Linked DNA regions of Mus musculus: all the other regions are linked to region 3. Evidence: chromatin contacts called from public Hi-C, HiChIP or PLAC-seq and Micro-C data. All regions are on one chromosome and are shown on one strand. The core of a region is the stretch at or near the end of the contact, and the rest is flanking DNA. Distances in the headings are between cores, read along the strand shown. Region 1 has its middle 3.5 kb from the start of Gm34785. Region 2 has its middle 43 kb from the start of Gm40577. Region 3 holds the start of Dlk1 (delta like non-canonical Notch ligand 1). Region 4 overlaps Gm34719 (a long non-coding RNA gene). Region 5 holds the start of 3110009F21Rik (RIKEN cDNA 3110009F21 gene). Region 6 holds the start of Dio3 (deiodinase, iodothyronine type III). Region 7 holds the start of Yy1 (YY1 transcription factor).

What was found. HiChIP or PLAC-seq counts read pairs in DNA pulled down with a chosen protein or histone mark. Hi-C and Micro-C count contacts between places; a contact is called where the count stands out from the background.
Region 1: an H3K4me3 HiChIP or PLAC-seq map of embryonic forebrain shows a contact between it and region 3, with 4 times the contacts expected there. The contact joins the enhancer-like site here to the promoter of Dlk1 in region 3. A contact is called at or near these places in 5 of 39 promoter capture datasets (cranial neural crest, embryonic stem cells, hippocampal neurons and 1 more), 2 of 484 Hi-C or Micro-C datasets (both in embryonic stem cells) and 7 of 115 datasets of contacts at active chromatin or transcription factors (embryonic forebrain, embryonic hindbrain, embryonic midbrain and 2 more).
Region 2: a contact with region 3 is called in an H3K4me3 HiChIP or PLAC-seq map of embryonic midbrain, with 10 times the contacts expected there. The contact joins the enhancer-like site here to the promoter of Dlk1 in region 3. A contact is called at or near these places in 9 of 39 promoter capture datasets (the 3T3-L1 cell line, cranial neural crest, frontonasal cranial neural crest and 5 more), 2 of 15 datasets of contacts at CTCF or cohesin (large pre-B cells and stem cell-derived epiblast-like cells), 13 of 484 Hi-C or Micro-C datasets (the AML12 cell line, CD4 T cells, CD8 T cells and 8 more), 15 of 115 datasets of contacts at active chromatin or transcription factors (the NIH/3T3 cell line, astrocytes, bone marrow-derived dendritic cells and 12 more) and 3 of 9 other capture datasets (adipose tissue, embryonic stem cells and liver).
Region 4: a contact with region 3 is called in a Hi-C map of embryonic fibroblasts, with 6 times the contacts expected there. The contact joins the enhancer-like site here to the promoter of Dlk1 in region 3. A contact is called at or near these places in 1 of 39 promoter capture datasets (liver), 2 of 484 Hi-C or Micro-C datasets (embryonic fibroblasts and liver) and 2 of 115 datasets of contacts at active chromatin or transcription factors (large pre-B cells and pancreatic cancer cells).
Region 5: a CTCF HiChIP or PLAC-seq map of the NIH/3T3 cell line shows a contact between it and region 3, with 5 read pairs. The contact joins the promoter of 3110009F21Rik here to the promoter of Dlk1 in region 3. A contact is called at or near these places in 1 of 15 datasets of contacts at CTCF or cohesin (the NIH/3T3 cell line) and 3 of 115 datasets of contacts at active chromatin or transcription factors (embryonic midbrain, embryonic stem cells and pancreatic cancer cells).
Region 6: a contact with region 3 is called in a Micro-C map of embryonic stem cells, with 4 times the contacts expected there. The contact joins the promoter of Dio3 here to the promoter of Dlk1 in region 3. A contact is called at or near these places in 7 of 39 promoter capture datasets (cranial neural crest, embryonic stem cells, hippocampal neurons and 1 more), 5 of 484 Hi-C or Micro-C datasets (all in embryonic stem cells), 6 of 115 datasets of contacts at active chromatin or transcription factors (embryonic forebrain, embryonic stem cells, large pre-B cells and 1 more) and 1 of 9 other capture datasets (embryonic stem cells).
Region 7: an H3K27ac HiChIP or PLAC-seq map of large pre-B cells shows a contact between it and region 3, with 2.4 times the contacts expected there. The contact joins the promoter of Yy1 here to the promoter of Dlk1 in region 3. A contact is called at or near these places in 9 of 39 promoter capture datasets (the 3T3-L1 cell line, the C10 cell line, the HPC-7 cell line and 5 more) and 4 of 115 datasets of contacts at active chromatin or transcription factors (embryonic stem cells, large pre-B cells, neural tube and 1 more).

What each region holds. Positions count from the first base shown.
Region 1 is chr12:110,185,634-110,188,752 of GRCm38.p6, reverse strand. No RefSeq gene overlaps it. Among named protein-coding and RNA genes, the nearest start is that of Gm34785, 3.5 kb to the right of the region's middle. Within about 2 kb of position 1,307, at least 27 of the 459 cell types and tissues checked have an H3K27ac peak or open chromatin away from gene starts, as enhancers often do. A contact at or near this core is called in embryonic forebrain, where this site is marked.
Region 2 is chr12:110,373,581-110,376,840 of GRCm38.p6, reverse strand. No RefSeq gene overlaps it. Among named protein-coding and RNA genes, the nearest start is that of Gm40577, 43 kb to the left of the region's middle. Within about 2 kb of position 1,515, at least 19 of the 459 cell types and tissues checked have an H3K27ac peak or open chromatin away from gene starts, as enhancers often do. A contact at or near this core is called in cerebral cortex and hippocampal neurons, where this site is marked.
Region 3 is chr12:109,451,932-109,454,896 of GRCm38.p6, reverse strand. It overlaps Dlk1 (delta like non-canonical Notch ligand 1), which reads right to left and starts at 1,442. Exons shown (of 5, transcript NM_010052.5): 1 at 1,171-1,442. The coding sequence starts at 1,237.
Region 4 is chr12:110,065,358-110,068,513 of GRCm38.p6, reverse strand. All of the region lies in intron 2 of Gm34719 (a long non-coding RNA gene), which reads left to right. Among named protein-coding and RNA genes, the nearest start is that of Gm34719, 21 kb to the left of the region's middle. Within about 2 kb of position 1,818, at least 30 of the 459 cell types and tissues checked have an H3K27ac peak or open chromatin away from gene starts, as enhancers often do. A contact at or near this core is called in embryonic fibroblasts, where this site is marked.
Region 5 is chr12:110,156,481-110,159,769 of GRCm38.p6, reverse strand. It overlaps 3110009F21Rik (RIKEN cDNA 3110009F21 gene), which reads left to right and starts at 1,697. Exons shown (of 3, transcript NR_045466.1): 1 at 1,697-1,931.
Region 6 is chr12:110,277,840-110,281,133 of GRCm38.p6, reverse strand. Dio3 (deiodinase, iodothyronine type III) reads right to left here and starts at 1,904. Exons shown (of 1, transcript NM_172119.2): 1 at 37-1,904. The coding sequence starts at 1,902. The coding sequence ends at 988. Dio3os (deiodinase, iodothyronine type III, opposite strand) reads left to right here and starts at 3,066. Exons shown (of 4, transcript NR_002866.2): 1 at 3,066-3,151. Mir1247 (microRNA 1247) reads left to right here and starts at 3,005; the gene lies at 3,005-3,086.
Region 7 is chr12:108,791,958-108,795,084 of GRCm38.p6, reverse strand. It overlaps Yy1 (YY1 transcription factor), which reads right to left and starts at 1,788. Exons shown (of 5, transcript NM_009537.4): 1 at 994-1,788. The coding sequence starts at 1,672.

The sequences.
Region 1 (3,119 bases), core at 58-2,557, 730 kb before region 3:
CCGCAAGGTCGTGGGCTTTGACTGTCCACAGCACAGTGTCGGGGCACTGCTGCCGGAGTCAGTGTCTTGGGTGGCTAGATTCCCCCACTCCCAGACCCCCAGGCCTGCCCTCGTGGATGGAGCCCGCGGCGCCAGGCACCAGAGGGATGTTGGGCTCTGAGGGCCCAGGGCGCAGTTCCAAAGACCAGAAAATGGAAACTGAGAAAAGAATCCCCAAATCCGGCCGGGCCGCAAGCCCACCAGCTTACATAAAGCCCCAGAAACCCGCCTGCTCGCCCGCGGCCTCCAGGCCCGAGGGGAACAATCATGGAGCGCCTGGGCAGGCTATCCTGGGGTTGGCACTGCCACCGACCCCCTGACCAAGGGCCTGGAGTGACCCAAGGAGGGGGCAGGGGTCTCGGCCTCTTCCCAATCTTTGCTCCGAGAAACGTTTAACTGGCCTTTAATCACATTAGCAGCCGGCCCCAATTAGGGACAAGGGAGGGGGAGGCAGGAGGAAACTGCCCGCCGTGTCACCCGAGGATAAAGATCCTTTCATGTCCTTGGCCTGGCCTCGGGGCAATGCGGCGGGCCACCACCCCCGGCCTTTGATGGCCGGCGCCTGGCCGCCGCCACCTTCTTTGCCCTCTGCGCCCCACGATGTGCCATCGCTATCCGGGTCCGAAGTGAGTGCGCCCGCTCGGCCTTCCCGCTGCCTGGCGGAGCCCAAGCAGGTGCTCCAGTGGGCTAGGCTTGCAGAGCCTTTGCAGACGTGGCACCTGCCCTTCGGAGGCCCAGGCTGGCCAGATCCTGGTAAGGACCTGCCTTAGGAGTGCTTCCAGAGAGGGTGATCCAACACCACGGGCATCCCTGACAGGGTTACCTGTGGCCTCCTGAACTCCCCAGTGAGGGAGGAGGCGACACAGCCCTGGGTGTCCACAGTAAAGCACAATTCTTGCTCAAGTCATGATCAGGTCCAGGCGGGGTGCCACAGTGGCCGGCTTCCCCTGCTTCAGGTTTCCGAGTCCTTCCGGACACATCGGGACTCAGGGACCAGAGCGAGCCGTGCGTCCTGTCAAGTAGTTGCCTTGCGCACAGGCTCAGGCGCTGCTCGGGTGAGGCTTACCTTTCTTGGCCAGGCTTGGTGCCGGGCTCGCTCTGGACTGGACCGGGCCGGGGTCGGGCGAGGACAGCGGCCTCCCGCGCCGCCGGAATGCTGATGCTGCTGGCCGCCAGGGACTCGCCGTGGCCGCCCAGGACCCCCACCCCACCGCGGCAGCTGCAGCCCAGAGCCGCGTGACCCTAGCCGCGACCTCCCTGAGCTAGGCTGTTTGTCTGCACACAAAAGAGAACACTCATATTTTTCTTTTCTCAGTACAGACTTCACACCCACTCCACCTCCCCTCCCCCCAGCTATCCCCCACCTCACACACACTGGGCTGAGAACCTCTTTTTCTCTCCGCACCCACTTTGTCTCGCCTTTTTCTACTATTTAATTCCATAGTTGTCTTCGAGGATGTCAGTGTAGCTTAGAAAGTTTCATAGAAAGTCAGAAAGCAATTAGAGAGGCCCTTTTATTGGAGGCTTTTAAAGGGGAGTTTGAGGACTGCACACAATCCCATTAAGCGGCCAAAACTCCCACAGCCTTCAATAGGGCTCCTCAAGACTTCGACAGACTTTCGGCGGCTCATTGGGAAAGAGAGATTTCTATTTCCAGATCCATACCCGACACACAACCGTGTGGCCTTGAACCTTTCCTTCTTTTCTCATCGGAATCTCCACCGGACTGAACATTAATTGACGTCTACAGAGCTGTCCCGAGGTCTCTGACAAGTGCTTATGAAAACTTCAAGCCCTTTAATACAGCTACCAGCATCCTGACTGTTTATCTGAATTAAAAAAAAAAAATCCAGCCAGGTTTTTAGAAATGTGAGCCTGATCTTTAAAAACAAGCTTTTACCTTTCTCAGATTATAAAAAGAGATCAGCTAATGTTTGGAAAATGGCTCAGAGAAATTACACTTCCCATTTGGGGTGGGGTGGGGGTAGGGGTACCGTTCATGACCAAAGTTTCAGCTTAACTGAAATTTAATTCACTGAAGAATTGGATGGGAGGGGGGCTGAGGAAAAAGAATTGGGGATTCTAATGCTAATACAGGCCTGCTACTGTGGTGGTGTGTGGCCAGACCACCCTGCCCCACAGTGCGTCTCTATCAAGTCTTGATTCCAAGGGATGGAGTTACCACTGGGGGGTGCGGGTGGGGATGTCCTGCTGGATGTGAATGTGTGTGCCCACATTCTGGCAAGTTCTATACAGCACAGCCTTTGCTTCTCTGTTCTGGAAAAGAATTTCTCTTGACAATAAAAATGAATCTCTTCTTTAAGAAGGCAATATGTAAAGAAAGCAGGTGTGTTAAGGAAATAAAATAATAGAAAAAAAAAAAGTTGGTACTTGGTTGTCAAAGCAAAGTGCCAGGCTTAGCGCAGTTAGGATTTTTGCTCCTGGTGGGTGAGCACAGATGTTCATTTGTTAAATAGAAGTTTGAATTTGACAGTTTCTGGATTCAATTTTTGGAAAGGAAAGGAGAGGAGAGGAGAGGAGAGGAGAGGAGAGGAGAGGAGAGGAGAGGAGAGGAGAGGAGAGGAGAGGAGAGGAGAGATTCTTGATTAAGGAATTTATGATTTAGATTCTTCCTGCCTGCCCTGGTTGTGGGGGAGTTGGACTATTTTCTAGACCTGCTTTGTTGAACGGCTTATAAACAGTATGCGGAAGTGGAATATCTAATTTGGTTAGGCACAATTCTAAAAAGTTCTCAAATCTGTCCCTTTTTTTTTTTTTTTTTTCTTTCTCAAAATCTCCTTTGGCCTGCTGCCTCCGGGATCAGCTCTCGACCTCTGACCTCTGGTCTCCTGAGTCTGTGCTGGCCCTGCCATATCTTCTGTCTTTATCCTTCTACACACCCGTTGCTGGGACACATCATGGCTTCTGTGAGAAGCCTAGGTGATAATCCGTGGTAAACAGCCCACACTCAGCCACACTGTTTGGGAAGGCCCTGTTGTTGTCCTGTCCCTGGGCTTCCTGCACACCCCTCTCTCTTCTACCTTCTCTCTACCTGTCCAGTTTGGCCCTGTCAGACTCCC
Region 2 (3,260 bases), core at 266-2,765, 920 kb before region 3:
ACCTCCAGATCCTCATGGGGGGGGGGGGGGGGAAGGTGCTGCGGGTTTGCGGGTTGTACTGTAGTTGCTTTAGGGGGACTGAAGGTGGCGCTCATGGTACTGCAGGCTCTGGAAGCCTGCCTGCCTCTGGCCTGACAGTACTGGGGGATATTCAGTTTTGCAGCTGTACCTATGAAGATGTGAGTCTAGCCTAGCTTCCCCAACACACTGGGGGGTGAGGGGGGGGCTCTATGCCTTCACAGAGCTGAACCCCTGGAAGAGGGCACTTCTTTGTTTCCTAATACAAAGTTACATTTAGTCCGAAGGCAGGTGCCATGCCACGCTAGCTATGGTTTAGACCAGGGCAACCACAGGACAGTGTTTTTGGTCTAGAAACCTAAATGGTGCAAGCATGTGCAGTCTAAGGATGGCACACACCACTGTACCGTGTTGTCTTTATAGCTGTCCTGTTCTGCAGTGAGCCACCATGCACACAGCAAGCAGCTCCCCAACCCCACCTCCTGAGCAGCACCTGGCTTCCAGCAGCCTCTAGCCCCTGCAGACAGAACATCTCTCACCAAAGCGTGAGCATCCTGGTGGGGGAGCTGCTGGTCTTTCCTAGAGCCTGGAGACTGGCAGGGGGCTTAGGTCCCTAATTCTTTCCTCACTCTCAGAATTTAGGATCTTGCTTTCATTGTTAACCTGGAGGTTGAAAAAGGTACCCTAGCTTAACACCCCCCCCCACACCCACACACACCCCTTTTCTTTGAAAAGTAACAATGCATATTAATTGTTTTTAAAGCACAAGAGGTAGAGATGACTTGGACCCTAAGACCCTGGATGGGCTGGCCACACAGTGGGTGCTCAAGTGTCGCCTCCCTTCCCACGCTGGGGCTTGTTTTGTGTTCATTAAGTTTACCTCGCAGACAGGCTTAAACATCTTGTTTCCTCTCCCCATCGACATAAATGTCTCTTTCATAAGTAACATTGGAAACATCTCTAATATGCTCACAGGTGTGTGAACTGTAGTTTATCTGAATCTTCCATTACTGTGCTTTTAGTCTGTTTTCAATTTTTCTCCTAATAAATGGTACGGCTGATGTCTTTATGCAGGGAAGTGCTTTCATATTTCAGCTTATTTCCTAAGGAGAGACAAAGTAGTCAGGAGAAAGATTAACTTGGTCAAAGGTTTTAAAATCTGATTTCATATTTCTTAAGAGGAAGGCACCTTATGAAACAACTTTATAATCTGTTGAAAAACCTGGTTATGTTCTTTTTTAATATTGTTTTTCAAAAGGACTCGTCTGAGCAATATCCTGTCCCTTTCAGCAGACAGCCACGATATGAAAAGAGATTTGTTCCCTCGCGCTCTTAGGGGGCGATCTGGCTCAGGAAACAGACTCATCGGTCCCCAGGAGTATCTGATGGTTGCTATGGCGACAAGTCATTTAACGCAACACCCTACGAAAGCACTGATCAATAAGGGAGGGGGTGCGATTGAAACAAATTAGCTGGTGTCTGAGTGGCCCTGCGCAAGAACAGCAATAATAGCCCTGTCAGTCCCTCCTGGGGCAGGACCCAGACAGGAGGCAGACGCATAAGCCTCATTCTGGCGCCCGTTGCATGGCGACGCTGCTGACCCAATCTGACCTGGAGCTGGGTCCTGGAGCTGGCCTCCCCCCCCACCCCACCTTCTGCACACTCCTACTGGGGTACCTTGTAGCACCTCACTGCAAAGGTGGGACATCCAGGTCCAGAGGAAAGCTGGAACAAGTTCACAGTTCAACCTCCAGTGGTTCCCAGCTTGGGCCAAACGAAAAGCAATAACCCCTTACCTTTCCTTCACCCGACCATCCTCTCCTAGGGGTGGGTGTCAGAGGGGCAGGGGAGACACAGGGAAACAAACCGTGGCTCAATCTGCCCTATGATGTAGGGTCCGTCAGCCAGGCTTGATGGGTGCTTATAATTGTTGTACCTATTATGAGGGGATAACGTGATAATCTGACAGAGAGTGGCTTTCTGTGTAGCAGATATCCACTTAGACTGACCAAGGCAGGAAGGGTATTGTGGGGAGCCAAGGGGTAGCCCAGGGCGGAGATCACACACAGATAAGGAGTAAAAGAGAGGACCAGGACCCCCAGGTGTGCATCTGCCCTCAGACCCCATAGCTGCAGCCAGGGCTTGCCTATGGGCTGGACTTCCCTGTCCCAGCAGCCTGGGCTGACGGCAGAGGGCTAACCCCCTCAGTTTGGGGTGGGCTGTGAGCCCCTTCCCAGAAGTCTGTCTCAGCGAGTGTCTGGGGTATTTCCTAGAAGCCTTACTTTGTGGGACTGGGGCTTCAGTGTTCAGTGGCTCAATTCCTGAGATCTTCCTTAAAGAATAAACTGGAGGTCCCAGAGAGCAGCCGTACTAGCACTGTCGGCGTCAGGGACCCACCCCGGTTCTCCCCCGCGCCCCCCGCCCCCCAGTGCCCTCATACGAGGACTCATACGATTTGAGCTTAGTGTTCCCTTAAGGCATGGGTACTGGCCAGCATGTGTGTGTGTTATACAGGGGAGTGGGCACACGAGTGGGCAGAGGGATTGCTCACTGCTTCCTGAGGAATGGGGTCTGGTTCTGGAGTGATCAGGAGCCAAGTCTGGGTTGGCAGGTACTAGTTCTAATTTCTTGCTTGTTGCAGTCTTTTTCAGCCTCAGCTTACATATCCTGGGAATGGGCGTGGGCGTGCGCCTACCTTATTGAACAGCTATGTGCACTAGGTAACTTGGTATGTGGTGTTTAGTCCTTTGGAAATAACTCCCTTGGCTCCTTACACAGGTGTCTCTTTATGGGTTCCAGAAGACTAGCCTGGGACCCCAACTCCTGAGAGGGCCAACAAGCAATACAAGATAAACACAGGCTTTGGACTGGACACAGGTGGACTGCAATCTCCTACTCTGCCAGCTTCTGGCTGTGCAACCTCTGCTAGATACTGAGGATCTCTGTGCTTTTTTTTTTTTTTTCTACAAGTGGATGCTTATTAGTGACGACAGTGCACCAGGAACTATGGTCCAGGCTGCAGAGGACAGAGGAGGCGGTTTTCTTTCAAGGGCGCACGCATTTCCAAGCCAGATAGCCCTCCCCAACTAGGTCTGCGCAGCAAAAATTCATGCGGGACAAGAGCGCAGGCGCCTGACAGCCCGTGGCGTAGCTGCTTCTAGAAGGATCCAGAGGAGTCTGGCGCTGGGCGGATGGGGTGCTTGCGACTGCTGCGTTCCTGCTGATAACCAGCAGGGGGCAGG
Region 3 (2,965 bases), core at 193-2,692:
CTAAACAGGGAGTCCAAAGACCCTCTTGGGTCCTACCAACCTGGCACACAGTAGGCATTTCTCATCTGTGAATACCTACCCAGAAAAACAATTGTGCCTGCCCCTAGCCATGGGCTAAGCACAGCACACCCCTGATTCTCCAAGTGCAAAGCAGACACCTTTCTCCCCAAAGAAAATAAGAGCCCCTAGGCCCCTAAAAGTAGGAATGAGGGACAATGAAGAGGTAGCCTTTGACCCCTGGTCATTCTGTCTAGCCTCCCATTTGCAAAGTGAGCTAAAGGGAAGATTTCGAGGTCTCTGGGAAAGCCCAGACAAGCCCACCTGCCTAGCCCACAGGTGAAAGGCTAGATTTTACCCCAAGATTAACCCTAGTTAAACCAGGCAACCAAATCCTACCTCCCACGTTTCTCCTACCCCACACTGGTCACATTAAAAGAACTGCGCAATAGCTCTGCAGGGCCTCTGAGATTCCGACGCTCTTAAGGGAGTCTGACACTTTAATAGACACCTACTGTATGCATTTACTCAACCAGTTTTCGGCCTTCCCAGACAGCCTCCGACCCCCCACTCACAACTATTGGCGCATTGAGGGCTGGGGTCGCTGCGGGAAGGGGCCAACTCTCTCCTACCAAAGACAGATGGCCTCTGCAGACAGAAGTGTCGCAGCCCCTCACCTAGAGAAACACGCCACGCAAGAGGGGCTCCAGCTGTGCTCCTGTTGGAAATTAGGGACTACGACTGCAAAGTCACCCCCCCAAAGCCCCCAAGACCTATTCCTAAGCACATAAGCCGTGACAGACACCCCCAAAGTTGCACCTTAGAACGTTTTTTTTCCTTAAATAGGATACCTCCCAACGCAGTCTCTTTTTTTTTTTTTTCATACCTCCTCAATCCGAGCAACGACACCCCTCTTGAACGCCACTTCTGCCGGGCTAGAAGGGGCTGGGACCCTCCACCTCCCACAAACCCTGGGACCCCGGGATTGGGCTCAACAAGCAAGAGTGGTGCAGGGCGGATGAGGCGGGCACAGTGCAGGGCTTAGGGTTAGGCGGGACGGGCGGGACTTGGGGCGCATGGGACAGGGAGAATGGGGTGGTCGGTGGGGTGGTCGGCGGGGCATCGCAGGCTTCCCCAGAGGGGGCGCAAGCCAAACCGCCAGGGGGGGCTCACCATAGGTGCTGTGGCCGAAAGCCAGCAGGAGCAAGAGGACGCGCAGGAGGGCTCCGGTCGCGATCATCTCGGGGCGGCCTGGGTCGCGGTCCGGGGAGCGGAGGCGGTGCAGGGGCTGCTCCGGGGGCTGCGCTGGGCTTCTGGTTGCGGACCACGAAGGGGGCACGGGCGTCCAGCGGGAAGAAAGCCAGGGTTGCACCGGGGCGCACGCTGCTAAGTGCGGCTGCCGAGGAGCTGCCGCTGCGGCCCGCGCGCCGCCTTTTCGTACTGTCGTCCCCCCCCCCGCGGCCCCCGCCCACGCCCACGCCTCGCGCGCACGGGGCAGGCGCCGGCCAGTCCCGGTGACCCACCCCCTGGCGGGGCCGCCCCCCAGCGCCGCGGCGCCCGGAAGCGGCTCGAGCACGCGGCCGCACTCTTTGGCTAGACGGGTACCTGCGCACGATGGGCACGCGGTCCGCACACAGGACAGCACGCGGCTGGAGGCGGAGGCGGCGGCGCTCACACAGGCCCGCTTAGCGCAAGTCTCAGGAACCAAGCCAGGCGGGCGAAAGCCCTTGCACGCACTCAGAATACAAAAACGCTCACAGACACAGTAAGACACTTAGGGCTGGAGTCCCGCGCACACATGGCGCGGGTCAGAAGCCCAGGAGGACCCAAACGCACACCACGAAGATGTGGAAGATGCACATGATCACAGATGCACACACGAAAACCACCACGAAAAGCCGAAGCCCTCCGACGAGCCTTGCCATTGTGGAGTTTGGGGAAGGTGCAGATGCACTTGCCCCACGGACCCCCAACCCAAACACACCTTTCGGCACAGGCAAACCTTACTGCCTGTCCCTGGGGCACAGGTCACAGACCAGGGCAGCAGGAACACTGATCTGCTCCAAGCAGGGGAAGCGCCAGCTATGAAAAGACTGAGAGTCCTCCTGCCTATGCTGCCCCTCCACGCAGCCCGCCTGTAAACACAGGAGACCACTGGTAAACACCGACGACATCATGCGTCACCCCCCCCCCCCACCCCCTCCTCTCGCAGGTACCACAGTCACAGTCTGGGCCTTATCATTCTGAAACATAAAAGCACTGATTCTTTCCAACATGTACACACCTCGCAGCAACACGTATGCCCAGACCCCAAATCTGTCTCAGATTTGTGGAATCACCCAACAAACACACAAATTACACCAAAGCACACATAATCCAAATCCATCTTTGTTCACCGTGACACATGTCGACAGTTCACCAATATGTTCACCGTCAAATGCAGACAGACAGACAGACAGACAGACAGGCACACACACACACACACACACACACACACACACCCTCACTTAGTGGCTTTCAACCAGGGATGGCTTAGAGGATGGGATGGGAGTGTGTGTGTGTGTGTGTGTGTGTGTGTGTGTGTGTGGGTATTGATTCTGCCAGTGTCCCTGGGGCAATTCCTTTTTCCTGCAAGACCCCCCAGCAAGGGCTCAGTGCCTTTTACTCAGCTGAGACGCCCCCCATGCCCCATTCTGAGGCTCCAAAGGAGGAGGAGCTGAGTGAAGTGATACATTTATTGGGCCAGGGAGGTGGCTCACTGGGTAAAGGTGCTTGCAGCCAAACTTGAGTTTGATCCTTGACTCCTGCAGTTGCTCTTTGATCCCCACAGAACCCCCTTAAATAAAATGTAAATAAAGTCATTGACATAGCTCCTTTGGTAAATGGGCAAAGGTACTTGCCACCAAGCTGACAGCTTGAATTTAATCTCCAGACCCCCACACGGTAGAAGAAGAGACTAAGCTGTTGT
Region 4 (3,156 bases), core at 569-3,068, 610 kb before region 3:
TTGGCTAGCAGTATCAAACTTATTGTCTGTTTTCCCACCAAGTTAATTATTCCCAAAATTACCTCTTTGTTTTCTTTAATTCCCTTGGCACATTTTTAGATTCCTGCACTAGTCACATGTATATGCTCATTTGCTTATTTTTAGAACCCCACCCTTGTCTTCTTTACATGGGTCATTTGTAGCTATCTTGTATTCTGGCTTGGCTAATTCTACTGTCTTGCAAGTTTAGATCTAAACTCTATTTTGTTTTCCTGCTGATGCCCTCAGCTATACCTGCTGCATGGGGACCAATCTGTATATGCCCATCTCTTCAACTCTTAGAACTGTGGGATTTCTGCTGCTCACACTAGGAAGGGGTTTGTTATCTTCAAGGACCCTGACTCCAGGAGCTCTAGATGCAGCTTTCCTGAAGCTGGTGGCTCAGTGTCAGACGCTGTGCTTCAGGGCTGCCCCTCAGTTTCCGTGTGTGTGTGTGTGTGTGTGTGTGTGTGTGTGTGTGTGTGTGTGTGTAGAATTCTGTTTGTAGCTCATTGTTGTTCCTTTTCTGTGGTGTATAAAGAAAATCTTCAGGGGGTTATCAATTCTGGGAACCCAGTTCAAAGTACTTTTGTTGTGGTAAATATTAACTGGGGGTTTCTATCCACTTTTTAAATCATTCAGTCCCCAAATAAAATATACAAAACATTTATATTTATAATAAGCCTTAAAGTGTTAGAGCTGGGCAGATATCAACCCTCTATGCTAGTTTGTCTACCTCCATCACTAACCCTGTTGTGTAACTTGCCATCCTCCATCTGGGCTGCTCTTACTCTCACTAGCCATGTTCTCATAATTCACCTATCCCATGGCATCTTCTCTCTTCACCTCTCTGCTCTCCTCCTTGTGGTCTTCACATCATCACTTGGTGTATCTGAAGATTCCCTCAACCCTGAAGGCCTCCTGGTCAGGGGCCAATATTAAGCATCACACTATATAATAACAGATCAAACCTCAACATATTTCAGATATACTTATTTTGTGTGTCTGTGTGCTTGTGCGTGTGCGTGTGCGTGTGTGTGTGTGTGTGTGTGTATAAGGTGGCAAGAGGATGGTGTCAAAGAACTTGGAGTTAAAGTACAGGCATTTGTGAGCTACCTAATGTAGTACTGAGATACAACTCTGGTCCTCCTGACAGAGTCACCAGAGTTCGTAACCATCAAGCCATCTCTCCAGCCCTTTTGCTGTTATTCCAGATTCAGAACTTCGTGGCTTTGCAAAGATTCTGATTCTTACAGTGGGGGCGAGATGCAACTTGATTTTCTCTGTGTAGCTTTCAGCATCTTAGTATCCTGGACAGAAGCACTCTGCTGCCTTCCCTCTTGATGTAAACAAACAAAGCAAGCTTCTGTCCAGAGAGCCACTATTCACCAGGGCTAGGATCCTTCTCTCAGTCCCTCACCTGGCACCTTTCTGTGTCCCTGCCTTCCACACCATGACTTCTTTCCTTGCAACAGCCCTGTCTGTTTTCTGTCCTGCTCAAGCCCCTGTTCATTAATGTGGTAGCTTCTGGCAGCCTGGCAGCCTGCTCCCTGCTTTGGTGGCATATCTCTTGCAATCTCCACTTAGCCCACCCAGGACCCCACTGAAGGCTGATGACGGTTTGGTTGTCTTCAGGACAACAGAGTTCAGAGTGACTAAGAGAGTTTCCCGTTCCTTCAGTTCCTCCCACCTAAGCTGCCTTTTTGGCATTCACAGCAGGAGCCATAGCTGACTGCAGTGGCTGTGCCTTGGGAAGGCAATCAGGCCAGGATGGAGGAGGCCTGGTGATGTGGGAAGGGTGTTGGCCAGTGGTGAAGGCTGCATTCCTAAGAGGGTTCTTTTGGGGATGCTGCTCCAGAGAAGAGTGGGAATGTGGGGGAGAGAAAGGAATGCTCCTTCAGGAATGAGCTGTGGTTTCTGGGGGCAAGGTCAGACAGAGCCAACCTCTGCTTTGCTGGAAGCCACCAAGGGACCCGTCCAAAGGGAAATGCTTTGTGTGTATCAGCTTTGTATGGTCTGGGACCCAACAGCATAGAATTCAGTCTTCATTTTGGCATCTTGGAGATAAACAGTATTATTCCACCATGCCCGGTCCCTTGCCTACCACTGTACACCTCTGCTCCCTGGTGCAGGCTAGGCGTGGAGGTATCCCAAGAAGACTAGACAGTCAAATGTGCCAGTGCTGGCTAATTTTTTGTCAAGTTGACATGAGCTAGAGTTATCTGAAAGGAAAGAAACTTAGTTGAGAAAATGTTTTCCTGCTGGGTGTGGTGGCACATGCCTTTAATCCCAGCACTTGGGAGGCATAGGCAGGCAAATTTCTGAGTTCCAGGCCAGCTTGGTCAACAGAGTGAGTTCCAGGACAGCCAGGGCTACACAGAGAAAACCTGTCTTGAAAACAAACAAACAAACAAACAAACAAAACAAAACTAAAAAACCCAAACAAACAAACAAACAAACAAAGTGAGAAAATGTTTTCCTAAGATCAGACTGTAGGACCCTTTCTTAATTAGTGACTGATGGGGAGGGCTCAGCCTATTTTGGGCAGGGCCATCTCTGGCTGGTGGTTCTATAAGAAAGCAGGCTGAGCAAGCCATAGAGAGCAAGCAGATAAGCAGCACTTTTTCATGGCCTCTGCATCATCACCTGCTTCTAGGTCCCTGCCCTGTTTGAGTTCCTGTCCTGATTTCCTTTGGTGGTAAAGAGTGATATAGAAACGTCAGCTGAATAAATCCTTTCCTCACCAACTTGCTTTTTTGTCATGGTGTCTCGTCAATTCAATAGAAATGCCAGCTAAGTCAATGTTCCTTCTGTTATGCTCTACTGCTCTCCCCTTTTCTGTCCAGCTGGAGGATGACGCCCGTGGTGACATGGACCATGCTTCATGGCTTCTGGAAGTCCAATGGTCTGCTATCTTTTCCTTTTCCTCTGTCTGAGGCTTATGTCGTTACCCTGTGCTGGTCACACCAAGCTCATCTCTGGGGTCAGGCATTGTCTTGTGGATTGGCCTCTCCTCCTAAGCAGCTGCAGTGTTTCAGGGTGACTGAAAGTTGAAAAGTCATCTCGTTTAGACCAGCCTGATGGACAATGAAGGAATCTGACCGCAGCATACCAGGAGAATGCTCAGGAATGGGTTTC
Region 5 (3,289 bases), core at 448-2,947, 700 kb before region 3:
TAGGGAGTTTAGGGAGACTCAGCCTCAAAGAAACAGGTGGAGAGTAATAGAGGAGGAACCAGTATACTACACTACACTACACACTCACACAAACACTCACACATTCTAGACACACACACACACTCATACACACTCAGACACACACACACTCATACACATACACACACACACACACACACATATATATATATATACATACACACACTCATATATACTTACACAAATGCACACACACATGCACACAGACACCCCACACAAACATATACACACATACACAGATACATATGCACATGGACACCCCTACCCACCTACATACACATGCACACAGATACCCCCCAGACACAGATACACACAGACATACATAGATATACACACTACACATCGCATACAGACATACATACAAATACCACACACAAATGCACACACAACAAACATACCACTCCTGCACCCTCACCCCACACAGACACACATAGACACACACCACACACACATATACCACACATACACACACACTACACACACACACCACACCAGAGACACAGACACACACACACCACACACATGCAAATAGATAACCAAATGATAAATAAAAAAAATCTCTAAAATAACATCCAATTGATAGCGTGCATGGTGGCACCTGTCTGTTAGCCTTAACATTTGGGAGGCAGAGTTAGAGGACACAGAATTCGAGGCCAGTCTGGACTACATAAGACCCTGGCCTCAACAGCTTTTAAACAGAAAAGTGATAGGTTATCTATGATCTGAAGCTGGCAGGGGGAGCAGAGGGAGAGCCCTGAGAAGTCTGGCTGAAGTCAGTGAGGGCGAGAGCAGGGTTGGCCAGGCACTCACAGCGTAGATGGAGATGGGAAGAGTGTGGGAGAACCCAGTGTGGTTGGAGCTGAGCAGAGGCTCAGAACCTTCTGCTGGGACAGTGAATGCTTCAACGCCCTGCGTGTTCTGCATTCCCTGTTGCATGGGGGAACCCTCAGCTCTGCCCAAGTGCTATGAAACTGACCACATACTCATAAACAATGCAGTGCGGGGCGGCTATGTTCTAATAAAGCTTTATTTGCAAATGCGGGCAGTGGGCAGCATTCTCATACTTGTGGCTTTCAGATCCTTGATCTTAACAGGATGACGGTGGTCACACCCCCTAGGAGGGGTCTGCAGATGTTTCTGATTGTCAGGACTTAGGGAGGGGAGGCTAGGAATGCTGACTAATGTCCTGTGATACACAGGACGACCCCCATGATAGCACACCACCCCCTAACCCCCACTGATGTTAACAGTGCCCTGGCTAAGAATTAGGGTCTGAGCACAGAACAACCTGTGGCCATGTGATCACTGGGGACGGAGTGACTCAGGAAATGACAATGTGGGTTTGCCGTCACGGACTCACCTCTTCTTTCCATACAGCACATGAGTGGTGTGAAAACGATGAACTCCCCATTAAACTTAGGTCAGTAACTAAAACCATGAATGGCCTGGCTGGAGGGCTGTAGTAACTTTAAACACATTTCTTTTTACTGCGTGTTTATGGGCAGCCATTTAGGTCTCTCCAGAAGGACATGCTGCATCGATTAAGATCTCGGTGGGTCATGTGTTCGGAAAACATTAAACAGACCCATGCTGCTCTGAAAGCCTCTGCGGTTCCCTTCCCCTGTGACCCCAGGGTCCAGCCACACAGGACTGTCCCATAGATGAGACTCTGCTCCCTCCAAACGTCGACCACACATATGCCCCATGGGCTTTTGTTTTAAATCCCCTCTTTGGTTCTATTTGCCTCTTAGCATGGAGGAACTTTGCAGGGATGACTTGGGGCTGAAGGGCAGTTAGTTGAGCTGATTTACTCTCCTGGGTGAATATTAAGCTCTATTCATTTCTTATTCATGTCTGAAGAACCTTCATGAATGTATCATCAGCCATAGCAGGTAAGCACGTGGTCAGCTCTGTGCAGGTGGGTGCCCTGACAGCCATGCCGGAGTCCCGGTCCCTTCTATATCTCTATGTGCCTACAGAGTGGCCCAACTTACTGGCCTGGTTGTTGATGCCTTTGTGGCTTTGGGAAGCAGGGTTGGGGTGTCTTGTCTACCCCCAAAATTCTTCTGTCACAGCCTAAAATAGTTTTGGAAAGAAATACTCTGTTTCTCTTACAATATTTTCAAGCTATTTGAAAAATTTACAATACTGTTCAGTGTTGTAACTTTTGACATACTATAACATCGCCTTTAAAAATACTTGTTACATTATAACATGCAGTTTGGTGCCTTAATGAGCTGATAACCAATGCCAATGCTCTTAGAAATATCTGTGTTATTTCAGTTTTTAAAATTGTATACTTTCCCACATACATATCTATGGCAAGGTCTCAGCGTGTAGCTCCATTGGCCTGGAACTCATTATGTACAGCAGCTGGCCTCAAACTCACAGAAATCCTCTGCCTCTGCCTCCTGAGTGCTGGGATTAAAGACATGCACCACCATGCCTGGTCCAACACTGGTATTTCTTTATACAATTCATCTTATATATTTTAAAAATAACACTTGCCAGGCATGATGGGCTCATGCTTAGAATCTCGGCAAAGAAACTGAGGCAGGAGGATTAACAAAAGATTAAGTTCACGCTGGAGCCAGCATCTCACTAGCCTGGGTGATGGCCTGAGACCCATCTCAAAATAGCACAACAAAACTTTCATTTTAAAATAGTTTTAGACTAATTGAAGTCTTTCAAAATGGGCAGTGGTCCCGTATCCTATACTGACTCCTGTGACGGCATGCTACAATAACAGGACACATTAATCACACCGAATGCCCCAGTCCCCAATGCATTAGTATGCCAGGACCCACCCTGCCTCCACCTCTTTACTTCTGACTGTTCCCACATGCCGCTCCGTGCCTGGGTGCATTTAACGAGGACAGTCTGTTTGATCTTTCCTTACACTTGATCGTTTGAGGGACACTAGTCAAGTGTCTGCAGGGTTGGCCTCACTGGGATTCATCTGGTGTTTTCCTGGTGCTTAGCCAGGTGTTGAGAGGAAGGCCCAGGTGAAGGACCGTTTCCTCCACCGCTCTCCTGGACACAGGCTGTCAGCACGCCCAGTCCCTGCTGTGTTGACCCTGCTCTGTTGACCTACATTGCCCTGCTGACGCACTGCTGGGCTTCCCCACTGAGAAGCTGCCAATCTTCCTGGTTCCCTAGTGTCCTCTTTGGGAGGAAGTGACCACGCACAGGCCACGTAAGAGGGTGGCAGGTATATGACACCTATCTGAGGCTAGAGGACCTACATAAA
Region 6 (3,294 bases), core at 655-3,154, 830 kb before region 3:
TTTCAAAGACACGAGAAAATAAACGGACCAAAGGCAATCAGAGCAACTTCCTTCAAGTCTTTATTATTGTAGCTTAAAAGTTTATACACAAGGAATGTTTCCAACACAACATTCACTGATTGGTCTTCACCCCGCCCCACAACCCGCGCTTTCTGCCTAGGACTCCCAAGTTCTTCCCCTTCTCCTTGTCTTAGAACTAATCCCTTCTCCAAAAAGTTCTCGCATCCCTCCTGGGGACCTGCGAACCTCGCAGATTGATTCCCCAAGCCACTTCCTTTGGTCTCGAAGTCCATCCCTTACCATGTCCCTCTTCCACCCCTTTTTCGACGGTTCCCTGTGGAACCCAGAGCACTCTCCCCCTCTTACTTTAGGCGCTGTTTCGAGCCTCTCTGCAATTCAGAGCCGACCCGTGGTCAAGCCCAGTTAGAGGCGGTTCGTCATCAGCAGCCAGGGCTCCAGCGCACCCAAAGCTAGGCGGGGAAATTACCCTGCCCACCCTTTCCCTATCTCGAGCCCCTCCCCCAACCCAGGGATAAGAAATAAACACAAAAGCAGCAGGACTCCCTGCGCTCGACAGGTGGGTGCCAGGCAACTAGCTAGAGCCTGAGGCGCTGCTGGAACCCAGCTGCGCTCAGGGCGCGCGGGCGTGGCCAACAAGTCCGAGCTGTGAAATGCTGGGGACTTTCGCGCTTTGCCGAAGCAGCGCTGGAGACCTGGTGTCAGAAAGTCCAGCAGGTAAACTCCAGCAGGGACAAAGCTGTCAGTTCGAGCCACAGCAATGCTCCTGAGAGCAAGCCAAAAACGTACAAAAGGGAGTCACTATAGCAGAGTCTCAAGTTAGCCAGACTCAGCCTGAGTTCTGTGGCTGTGCTCATCTGTGTCATGGGGATCCCCCACAACCTTTGACTTTCTTTGGAGCATTTGCACGTGGGCTTCGAAGGCCCAGGAGACCCGGCCCACCAATTCAGTCACTTGTCCCTTGGTTATTTAGAATCGATGTGGCCTAGTACCATGCAACTGTTCATCATAGCGCTCCAACCAAGTGCGCAACTCAGACACCTGGTAACCGTCGGGGCCACGGCCTCCCTGGTACATGATGGTGCCACTCTGGATGACGTAGAGGCGCTCAAAATAGGCACCATATGCGGAACTGCTAGAGTTGGCCATAGTGTCCAGGACCAGAGCACAGCCAGGTGCACCTTGTTGTAGTACTCTCGCTGCGCTGACACGGTCCTCCAGGCTGCGGTGCTGGGGGATGACATAGGGTGAATCTGTGGTGACCCAGCCGTCGGATGGGTGGGCTTCCTCGATGTAGATGATAAGGAAGTCAACGTCGCGCTGGTACTTGGTGACCAGGCGCTGGAAGGCGCTCATCCGCGCCATGAACGGTGGTCAGGTACAGCTGCCAAAATTGAGCACCAACGGGCGGGTCCCTTGTGCGTAGTCGAGGATGCGCTGGCTCTGGAAGCCATCAGGTCGGACAACCTCCGAGTTGGGCGCTGGGCCACCCTCATGGGCTTGCTTGAAGAAATCCAATTTCTGGCCATGCCACACGGCTTTGAGAGAGGCCAGGGTGCACAGACGGTTGTCGTCTGATACGCATATGGGCGGGTCGTCAGGGGGCATCTCCTCGCCTTCACTGTTGAGCTCTACTTCGGGCTCAGGGTGGTCAGGATGGCGACGGCGCAGGAAATGCTTGCGGATGCACAAGAAATCTAAAAGCCAGAGCATGAAGGCCGTGCCTAGGAAGCGCGGGAACAGCACGAGGCACGAGGCGGTCTGGGCGCAGAGCCTCAGCGAGTGAAGCAGCAGAGAGCGGAGCATGGTGGCCGCGGGCCCCGAAGCCCCCGGGGGCCCTTCACCTTCTCCGACCACCAACCTCGAGGCGGCCTGGCGAGGCATCTGGTCCTCGGTGCTCTGGGAGCTCAATTTATAGTCAAAGCTTGAATTGGCGGGAGACTCCACCTCCGACCGGGGCCCGCCCCCTTGCAACTTGAGCCCGGAGGGATCACCCAGAGGCGCGGCCAATGCCCCAGAAATCTTGGGTCGAGGGCGGGCGCAGGCTGGTCGAGGGTGGAGCGGTGCGTCCCGGGGCTGGCAGGGGCGGGCCTGAGTCCCGCAGCCCGCTCTCAGGGGCGGGGGACCCCGAAGCCGCTGTGTCCAGGGACTAGGAGCCCGATCTCAGAGCCAAGCAGTCAGTGGTGGCAATGGTGTAACCCGCGCAAGCGCCTCGCACCTCCTAGGTCCCAGCGGGCGGGTCCCAGCCCGCGCCCTCTTCGCCGCGCACCTGAGCTGAGTTCCCCGGCGGCCGCAGCGCCGCGCCGGAGCTCCGGTTCGCTTCCCGCGCGCCGCCGCCAACGCCGCCCACGCTGCTGCTGCTCGTGCGGGGTCGCTGCCCAGGTACCGCGGGAGTCCAGGTCTGCGGCCGCCGCTCGGCCGGCCCCCGGCTGCAGCCCCGCCGGGGACGCGGGCCCGCGAGGAGGCAACTTTGGGTTCCCGCCGCCTTCCCCGCTCGCCCGCGGGCGCCGCTCGACTGCCGCAGCCCGTCCGCCCGCCTCCCGCGCGCGCTCACACTCGCGCCTCGCACACGGCCGCCCCCCGCACCGCCCCGCCACGCACACCGCGCTCCGCGCCCCCCGCCGCTGCCCGAGCTTGCCGCGCGCCGCCCCAGTCCGCGCCGCGCCCGCCCCGTCCCATCTCGCTCCCGCCGGACGCCGCGGTTCCCGGGTCAGCTGCCCCTCGGCTCCAGCCCGGAGGTGCCGAGGGCAGGGCCCGCGGGTGGGCTGGCGCCCAGCTCGGGAGACCCGGAGAGTCGCGGCAAGCGACGCCGGGCCTCGCCCTCGGCCGGCTCCGGGACGCCCTGGGCGCGGGGCGCTGCGGGCGCGGGGCGCGGGGCAGCGGGCGCGGGGCGGCGCCGGCCCCGGGCGGCTCTCCCACTAGGGGTAGCTGTTGCCTGAACGCGGGAGCGCTCCCCTCTCGCCGCTTGCCTCGCCCGGCGCAGCCCCGGCCGCCGGGCGCACCCGTCCCGTTCGTCCCCGGACGTTGCTCTCTGCCCCGGGAACGTCGAGACTGGAGCGCCCGAACTGAGCCACCTTCGCGAACTCGGAGCGCGGCGGCCCGACTCAACCGCGGAGGCGCCCGGACGCGTAAAGTGCGTACTTTCAACAGGGAACGTGTGCTGAGGCTTTTTAGGGGTGCGGGGCAACTCCCCAACAGCGTGGGGCTCTGGTCGGCTCTGCCACAGCGGCGCAGACCTCCTAATCTGTCTCTGCGCGTGGCGCACTGCTGGAGACT
Region 7 (3,127 bases), core at 539-3,038, 660 kb after region 3:
ACTAGCTTGTTAACACAGTACTAGGATAAAGTGAACAGTCAACAACAGCCTTTCCAGGGCTCTACCTTGAGTTTACTCATGCGGGGAAGGAACTCTTCGGTGCCCTACACAGGCTTCCTGACTTTCGCTAAAAGGCGTATTAAATCAGTAAAACAAATTATCCACTTTTTTTATTCTTTTCGTGGGGGAAAACAAGACCAGAGATACTGATAACTAAGCGATTTTTATTAGTTTGTTGGCAAATATCCTAAGCTGTGTAAACCAGCCCAGTCTGTCTGCATAGGGCCCACGACTTAAAAAACAAAATTCACAACGCGTAAAGGCCGCTGAAATGCTGTGGCTCTTCCTTCCCCTAACTCCCGTTCTAGGTCGATCAGGCGAGGAGCGCGTTGGCAGCGCGGGTGACAGGTTCCAACGGCCGCCGAACCCGCACACGAGCGCCCTACGTGCCACCCAAGTCCCGCCCCGCAGCGGCGACGGCCTGGGCCAGCGTGACCGCGGGGCAGCTGCGGCGGGGCTATGCGCCGCCCGCTCCGGGAAGGGCTTCGGGGAGACGCTTCGCGTCCGAGGGGGCCGAGCTGAGCGGAGCCGAGCGGGGCGGGGCCCCGACAGCCCCCGGGGGACGGCGGGGGAGCGGCGCGCGTCCGCCCTGCGCCACGGCCCTGTCAACGCCCGGCGGGTGGTCCGGCGCGGGGCGGCGCCCTCAACCGGCCCCGCCGCACGTCCGTTGGCTCGGGCGTGGAGGGGCGCTGGCCCCTCCCTCCCCGCCCGCCGCCCCAGCCCGCTTCCGCTCGCACAAACTACGCCATTGCGGCCTAGCCGGGCGCCGCCCCTCCCCCGCGCCGCCATCTTCGCGGCCCGCCGCCCCCGCCATCTTTTGGGGCCGCCATACTTGCCCGGGCGGAGAAGATGGCGGCGCCCATCACACACATAAAACATGGCTTCCCTTCAAAACAAAAACATCCCGAGCGGCGGCGCGCCGCCTGCACTCACCCGAGGACCACATGGTGACCGAGAACTCGCCCTCCAGGGTCTTGATCTGCACCTGCTTCTGCTCCCACTTCTTATTCCCCGGGTCGGCGCCGCCGCCGCCCGCCGCGCCGGCCCCGCCGCCCAGGTAACTCTTCTTGCCGCTCTTCTTGCCGCCGCCCTTCTTCACGCGACCGCCGCCCGACGAGGCCCCGCCGCCGCTCTTGCCGGCCGCCGCCACGGTGACCAGCGTCTGCTCTATGTAGTCGTCGTCGCCGCCGGCCGGCGCGGGCACCGGGATGAGGATCTGGTCCTCGAAGCCGTCCTCGGCGCGCAGCCCGTCCGAGTCGTCCCCGCCGACCACCTCCTCGCGCGTCTGCACCAGGATCACCTCCTGGTGGTGGTGCACTTGGGTCGGGTCGTCCGTCACCAGCGGCTGCAGCGCGATCATGGGCGGGTGGTGGTGGTGGTGGTGGTGGTGGTGATGGTGGTGGCCGGCGTGCCCGTGGCCGCCCCCGCCGCCGCCGTGGTCGCCGCCGCCGCCGTCCTCGTCGTCGTCGTCCTCCTCCTCCTCCTCGCCCACCACCGTGGTCTCGATGGTCTCCACCGGGATGGTCTCCACCTCGATCTCATGCAGCTCCACGATCTCGGCCGGCATCTCCGAGCCGTCCGTGGCGATGTAGAGGGTGTCGCCCGAGGCCATGGCTGAGGGCTCCGCCGCCACGGCCGCCGCGGCAGGCGGCCTCGGCTCCTGGGCTGCGGGAGGGAGGGCGGGCGGGCGAGGAGGCGGCCGGCCGTGGGGAAGGAAGGCAGAGGGAGGAAGGCAGCGGGCGGGCGGGGGGAGAGGGGGCGGGCGGCGGGGGAAGGGGCGGGCGCGGCGGCCGCGGGGCTTCCCCGCCTCCCGAGATCGGTGCGCCCCGCGCTGGCTCGCTCGCTCGCTCGGCCGCTGCCTGTCCTGCTTCCCCGCCTGCCTTCGCCTCGCCTCGGCTGCCTGCCCTGGCTGTGGCCGCGCCTCCTCCCGCCCTCCGGGCCGGCGTTACGCTGCCCCCTGCCTCCTGCGCCTCCGCCTCCTTCCACACAAATACCAACTCCTCAACCCCGAGCCCAGATCTCGCCGCCGCCGCCGCCGCCACACTCTGCTCCGGCTCGGCCTCGCGAGACTTCCGCGGGGCTCTCGGCCCCGCCCCGTCCCCGATTCCCCACTCGCTGTTCCGGCTCTCGCTCCTCCCTCGCTACCAATCGCAGGGCCCCTCGAGGCGCCGGGGCCCCGCCTACTCCCAACCAGGGTCCTCCCGATTGGGGGGGCCCCCGCTGGGGTAGGGGGCGTGGCGGCCCGCACGCGCGCTGGCTGGCCCCCCCGGCGCGTGACGTCAGCTCCGCGCCGCCGTCGCCTTACGGCGCTCGGCGTCGCGCGAACCCCGGCGTCCGCGGTGCAACAGTGACAAAAGTGCCGCTCCGGGGCCCCAGTCGCTGACAGGAGTGGGGCGTCGGCGCTGCGCCTTACGCCTCGGGAGCCGGCGAACTTTCCGCGCGACCCAGGCGCACGGTAACGAGCTGGGGTGAAGGGGGGCGCGCGCCTGGGGCTGGCGTGCTGCCGGCGGGGCGTGCGACCGGCGGCCGCGTGGCCGCAATAAAGTCTGCTCTGACGAGAAACGCCTGTGCTTGATTTTTGGTTTCCCGTTCGTTTTGCCTTTACTCGTTACTCGGGGTCTCGTGCGGTAGCGGCACGGACGGCGTAGCCGACCGTGTGCTGCCACGGGCTCTTTGGTCGCGTGCCGGTGGGCGGCGCGCGAAGGCGACCGCGGCAAGCGGAAGCGGCGCGCGCAGCCTAGGGTTCACCGTTGGAAGTGTGTCCGTTATTCTTTTATGACCCGCGGAAACCGGAGACCCAGCCGTTGGGTGCCTGTTGGAACGAAGGGTCTGGCTGCTCCTGTCGAGCGACTCCACTATTGTAGCTTTCTGAAAACTCCCTTCTATCTTTGAATAACTTGACACAGGCTTCGCCTATTCCTCGCTCATAAACATTCCTTTTGCCGAAAAGGACTATTTAAAAATATTCCTTTTAAATAGTCTTTGCATTTAGCTCTTTGAAAATTCCATGTCTTTTGTGATTTCCCTATTATAAGTAACAGCTTAGGTTTTCCTTGTTCAAATCATC